Linked DNA regions of Mus musculus: region 2 is linked to region 1. Evidence: chromatin contacts called from public Hi-C data. All regions are on one chromosome and are shown on one strand. The core of a region is the stretch at or near the end of the contact, and the rest is flanking DNA. Distances in the headings are between cores, read along the strand shown.

Region 1 (3,143 bases), core at 87-2,586:
ACCCCACAAACACCCCTAAGGAAACCTTTTTGACTTTTTTCTTCCATGACTGTCCTACTGTTTAGGCTAAGTACTAGAGACTCAGATTATTGATGGCAGCAAAGCACTGTGGGTAAGAACACCACAGTGGCTGAGTTCTAATCTATACTTTGCCCCTTCCCAGGGCAAAATGCTTCATTTATCTGAGGTTTTCTTTTTAAGTATTTTTGTTTTAATTTTTTTTCTGTGCATTGGTGCTTTGCCTGCATCTATGTCTATGTGAGGGTGTCAGACCCCAGAACTGGAATTACAGATGTGAGCTGCCATGTGGTTGCTGGGAATTGAACCCGGGTTCTCTAGAAGAGCAACCAGTGCTCTTAACTCTGAGCCATCTCTCCAGTCCCTATTTATCTGAGCCTTCGTTCCAGCTTCTTTAAGTGGAGATAGTATCAGGCAGGGATGAGTACCCGCTGAGATAATTTGGATACAGCCCTGTTGTACAGTAGGTGTTATGCCTGTGTGTGACATCTAGCAGAGACACCAGCATCGTGACTTTTCCACACTCACTCAGGCTGTGGGCTGTGCAGTAGGCCAGTCTCTACTTGCAGTTAACAGTTTAGACACAGTAGGCTGCCACCCAACACCATGACCAGTGGGAACCTCACTATTTACAAAATAGAAAGGTGAACTCCAGGCTTTGTGGAGTACCTTGTTCAAGCCAGGCTAGATATATCCTCAAAGTTCTAGGGCTAGCTTGTCTCTACCACAGGGAAGCCAAACCAAGGTCCTCTGGACTCTTGGGACCCCAGATATTGAGATGGGGGAGTTATGGAGTGGGGATGACTTTCCAACTGCCACCAAAGAGAGTAGGGGTATAAGGAGGGGCCCTTATACCAGGGAAGCGGTCTACCGCTAAGTTACAATTCCCCAGCATTGGGAAACTGCCGCTTCAGTTCCCCTCATTGACAGGCAAGACAGGCCAGACAAGGGCCAGGGACACTCTTTGCAACTGAGGACTCTTATTACCAAGGACACGCCGCCAGTCTTGGGAAGCCTCTCTAAAAGGTTCTGGCATTCCTCTCTAGCTTCCTAGTCCTGGCTATCCAGGGAGCTCGCAGGGGAAGGGGCAGGAAGTGAAGCCAGCCTTCCCCTACTCTTTCCCTAGCTCCCTGTGGTCTCTGTCCCTTGACGTGAAAATGAGATAGAACAGAGTGGAAGAAAAACATATTTTGTTTTCCTATGGGCTAGGTTTCTACGTTGAAACTTCCCTCCCGAGGACCACTGAGACCCAGAAACGCCGCCTCTACCTGTACGCAGAGGTTCCACAGGTAAGGGTCCAGGTCCCGGCACTTCCGCTTTCTCTGAGACCCGGTGAGATCCGGTCTCCACTCCTTCCACCAACCAGGTGCGGCTCTCACTGTTCCCGGTCAGTCCAGGCTCCACCCTTCACTTCGAGAAGACCCCGCCCCCGTCCCGTGGTCCCACTCCAGGGCGCCCTTTTTCCTATGGGGAGCAACAGACTTCGGGGCTCTGACTCGTTCCCAGCCACACCCGTGGCCACACCAGCTGTCACGACAGGAGCACGAAAGACGTACGGACTTTAGAACCGCGTCTACCTACGTCCTGTTCCTTACTACCTGCCTCTGTGACCTTGAGCGAATCTCCCACGGATACCAGAGGAAAGCTACTTGTAAGATTTGACGGAGAACACGAATATCTTTGTCGAGGGCTTGGCGCTTGTATTTCCCATCCCGGGAACAGCGTTTCTTGATCCTCCACACCCCCTTTCTAGCCGAGGTCTAACTACCTATATGCTCACAGTTGGAATGTCTTATTTGCTCAGTTAATGTCAGTCTTGTTTGTTTTTGCATACTGACATCAAAACTCGGTGGTACACGCAAAGAGATCTACCACCGTTACACCACCCAGCTTCAACCGAGCTTGAACGCCTTTAAGAACGGACCACCTTCATACGCTCAGTGCTATTGCAAACCTGCTCAGTCATCTATCAGACACTTTAGCGAGTGGGCAGTGCGCTTAATACTACCACGGGCCAGCAGAGGGCAGATGGTGACCAGTCTTCTCACCCAATCACACTTTCTCACCACCCAACACTCTCAAGAGCAAGACAAGTGAGCAGATTTGTAGGCAATAAACCCAAGGGGCCAGCCAGGAATGACTTTGAATCCCTGACTCAGAGACCTCTCCGACTACCTGTATGGATGATCCCTGCAAACAAGATGTGCTGGAAAACATGAGACGCTGAAGGCGTTTGTTCGAAAAAGCACACACGGTCAGGCTTTGCCTAAAAGATGGCTCATTCAACCCAGCACGGTGGCGCACACCTTTATACCAACACTGGGAGGCAGGGGCAGGCAGATGCCAGAGTTTCAAGGTAAGATGTCCTTCAGAGGTAGTTCTGGGACAGCCAGGGAGACCCATAAAAACCCTGTCTGGAAAAAACAAAACTAACAGACAGACACACAAACAAAAATGGTTCAGCCAGTAAAGGTGCTTGCTTCTGAGTTGAATAACCGTAATCCACACTTACAAGGTATCTCGGGCAGGCTGTGAAGCCATCGTACACGCTGTATACACTCCAAATCAGTGGTTCTCAAACTTCCTAATGCTGTGACCTGATTCAGTTCCTCATGCTGTGGTGACCTCCAATCATAAAAATTATTTTTGTTGCTACTTCATAACTGTAATTTTGCTACTGTTAAGAGTCATTATGTAAATATCAAATATGCAAGATATCTGATATGAGACCCCTATGAAAAGGTCATTTATACCACCCCTAGGGGTCTCCACCCATGGCCTGAGAACCTCTGCTCTAAGTAAAATGTATTTATTTTAGGATAAAGTCATAAGAAGGCAGACCTAGAGGGATGGGAGTGGAGAACTGGGAAAATCAAGCTACAGACAGGACTGGGCTGTGAGGAGGGAGAAGCTGTTGTCATAATGTGACAACAAGGTGACAGAGCTTGTTTAGAAATGACTGCCTTTTGTTGTTCTTCCTGTAGTTGCTATCTCAGAGGAGCCCTGCTGGAGGCAGAGCAATTGAAAGCCCACCCTGGGGGTTGTGGCCTGCCACAAGCTTGCCTGTGGCGCCATTATATATATAAGGTTTACCTGTGATGGTAAAATCCTGGAAACGGGAATTC
Region 2 (3,382 bases), core at 491-2,990, 53 kb before region 1:
TCTGGGAAGTATAAACTTTTTTTCCCACCATCGAGAGGTCAGGAGTCCAAGATCGGGGTTCTGACGTGTCCATCTGTTTCTGCTGAACACTTACTGACTTGCAAACAGCTGCATTCTTGTGGGCACCCAGAGCAGATGCATGAAGGAAGAGAGTGCTTGAAGGCCCCTTTTAAGGATGTAGCCGGGGCTTGCTATCCTAGGCACAAAGGACGAAGTGGAGAGCTGTGGACTTCCACCTCTGTCTGAACAGCTGCCCCCACAGGAGCTGAGAAACAGGGCTGTCCATCCAAGGAACTTCCCACAACCCACAGGCACTCCACTCTAGGTGAGTGGTTCTCAACCTTCCTTTTTTTCAAAAAAGATTATTTATTTTATGTATGTGAGTACACTGTAGCTGTCTTCAGATACACCACAAGAGGGCATCAGATCTCATTACAGATGATTGTGAGCCATCCCTCCAGCCCCAGTTCCCAACCTTCCTAATGCTGCAAACCCTTTAGTAACAGTTCCACATGTTGTGGCGACCCTTGACCATAAAATTGTTTTTATTGCAACTTCATAACTGCAATCTTGCTCCTATTATGAATCGTAAGGTACTTTTGGAGGTCGAGGTTAGTCAAAGGGGTTGTGACCCACAGGTTGAGAACCGCTGCCCTAGGCACAGCAGTGTTTGTGAACTTGGATGTCTACTTCTCAGGGCTCCTACTACTCAGGATGACACACCTGGATGACGTGGAGGCTTAAGGTGGCAGGAGGTGATGGAGATCAGAAGCTTGGCACGTGGCTACTTAGCTGGTACCTCAGTAGCTGGTGTCTGCCTTACAGGGATGTGAGCTCTGTGCTGGTTCATCCCTCATTCCACAGAGCATGGAAACGCATGGTACCTCAGTAGCTGGTGTCTGCCTTACAGGGATGTGAGCTCTGTGCTGGTCCATCCCTCATTCCACAGAGCATGGAAACGCAGATGTTCCCTTATCCTTGATATTTTAAAATGTATTTTATTTATTCTTTGAGAATGCCCTGCATTTACACGATGTATTTTGTTCATAGTTACCCTCCTACAACCCCTCCAACTTCTCCCAGACTCCTTCCCACACCACATCTTCCTCCCATCTCCGTAGTCTCTTCTGTTAGTCTGCTGGATCCATAAGTGTTTCTAGTGTGTGTGTGGATATGGGGCCATCCATTGGAGTATGGACAACTTCCCAGTAGCCGCATCCCTGAAGAAAACTGATCTTCTGCCCCTCGAAGCTATCAGTAGTGAGTGCCTCTGCTAGGGGTGGGGCTTTGTAAGTGCCTCCCCCAGCCATGAGGAGATTTGCTGTGGAACAGTGTCTTCCTGCCGTGACAAGGCTGTACACATAGGGCCTCACAACGGTTGCCTTCTCAAGCCCCGAACACGCTCGATTCCCTGACTCTTAAGTGTCTGCCATCAGTTATTTTCACACTGAGTTATTTTACTTGAAGCAGACAAGTATCTGGCTGCAGGCTGAGCCTCGCTCACAGAGCTCAGTGTGAGCGATTACAGACCCGTGGGTGCCGACAGGTTCCTGATACAATCCGAAGGTAACAGGAGATACAGAAGCAGATTCCGTGTGGAGGGAGGTGACTCCCATGCCCTGGCTTTAAAAGCAGCAGGCTTATCTGGAGGTTTCAATGCAACACTGAGGCCAGACAAGTAGCTTAAGAAAGTCCCCTGAGTAATGTGTCCTTGGGCCCCTACTCAGGCCCTGTTGGAGTGCCTGTGACTGTAGCAACAACACCCTTCAGATAACCTCGGTTTTCTCCCAGTGTCTCTGGGCTCCCAGACCCTTAATGATTGCCAAAAGTGACACTCTCTATAGCCCCCTGCAGGTCTGAATACTGGGAGCAGTGGCCAGAGGAAAGGGAGAGCAATCCCCAGCATGCCCGTGGTGTGATGGACCAAGACAGCTGGAGCTGCCTAGACACCACTCCCATCATGCCCTTCCCGCCCCCGCTTCAGCTCTGACCCAGGCTTTTCCACTCGATTTCAGACTTTCCAGACAGCAAAGCCCAGATGGCCAAGGAGGGAGGGAGGGAGAAGTAGGAATCCGCAGGGATTGGACACAAGGTCTCAGCATCTTTTGGATCCTATATGTATTTCCAGCATCCAGGAATCCCCTCCTAATCTGGGCCAACTTCCCAGCTCTCATCCCTGGGACCCCAAAAGCCACCCTTCTTACATGGATATGGTAACTCTTATAAATGCTCTCATCCACAGGCCAGTAAAACATGGCCCCTGTTGTCTGAACTACCTACTATTCAGGAAGAATTCTTACACCCTTGGACAATTTTTGCTTGAACCCCTTGGGACTCTGGAATAAAACCCTGTGGGAACACAGAGGAAGACCTTCATCATGGTATAGGCAGGAGCATCACAGACTTTTCTCTGTGCCTCTGTGGGATTGGGAGAAATGACCCCAACACCCCCAGCACTACTTAGGTGCTGGGAAACCCCTGACTTCGCTATTTCAGGGACCTGGGGGGGCTTTTGTTCCCTTCAGACCAGAGGAAGAGGCTCAGAGCCTGCTACTAGAAAGCCACAGGAAACTACCAGCTGCTTACAATTGGGGCTGACTCCAGGATGCTCTCAGCACAGGCTGATGGATGCTGAGATGCCACATGGCCTGGGCCTCTTCTCCTGTGTCTGTTTAATGAAGAAGGCCCCTCCAGCTCCGTTGCCCCACCATGGAACCATGAGTTGCTGTGCTCCCCTTGTTGGGGTAGGAGGTCTCCAGGCTAGGCTCAACCTTAGACTGCAGGGCCCTCTCCCTGGCTGGGGCTCAGCACTGATATTCCCATTCAATCTTGCCTTAGAGCAGGAGTCCTGAGTCTCCCAGGCAGGATCCCTACCTCCCTATTAGTCTGTTCCCCATGAGGCTTTTTTGTAAAAACTTTGGCTGGAGACCAAGGAACTTTTGAAACCTCTATGGGCTAGACCAAGATGTACAGACCTGTCTTCCTCCTAGAGTTGATAGGGACCAGATTGTTCACAAATACTGAGGTGGAAGCTGGAGGTGGAAGAGAGGAAAGGATTGCTTAAAGTGGCCTTGCCTACTGCAGAGGCCCTGGCAGCAGTCTCCCCATCGGAGTGGGTGGGATGTGGGAGAAGTGAAGCCCGGAGCCAGGGAACTCCCATAACACACATGTGACATATATGAAGTCACCCACCCTAACATGTTTAGGTATAGATGTGTTAGATAGATAACAAACCTCAAAACTACATACTAACATGATCGATGTATAGAGAGGGGGGGCACAGGTGACCCAGGCACTACAGCTGCAGAGCCATACGCAAACATGATTTATATCAAGACACAAACACCCCAAAGGGGTATACAAAGGTTCACACTGCAGACAA

What was found. A called contact is a pair of places that touch in the nucleus more often than the background predicts.
Region 2: a contact with region 1 is called in a Hi-C map of muscle stem cells, with 3 times the contacts expected there. The contact joins the enhancer-like site here to the promoter of Lpin3 in region 1. A contact is called at or near these places in 1 of 39 promoter capture datasets (macrophages), 1 of 15 datasets of contacts at CTCF or cohesin (the NIH/3T3 cell line), 20 of 484 Hi-C or Micro-C datasets (the C2C12 cell line, the G1E-ER4 cell line, the HL-1 cell line and 13 more), 1 of 115 datasets of contacts at active chromatin or transcription factors (embryonic stem cells) and 1 of 9 other capture datasets (pancreatic islet).

Annotation. Positions count from the first base shown.
Region 1 is chr2:160,886,361-160,889,503 of GRCm38.p6, reverse strand. Lpin3 (lipin 3) reads right to left here and starts at 1,336. Exons shown (of 20, transcript NM_001199118.1): 1 at 1,287-1,336.
Region 2 is chr2:160,939,664-160,943,045 of GRCm38.p6, reverse strand. No RefSeq gene overlaps it. Among named protein-coding and RNA genes, the nearest start is that of Emilin3, 29 kb to the right of the region's middle. Within about 2 kb of position 1,740, at least 24 of the 459 cell types and tissues checked have an H3K27ac peak or open chromatin away from gene starts, as enhancers often do. A contact at or near this core is called in the C2C12 cell line, Sertoli cells, cerebellum and 2 more, where this site is marked.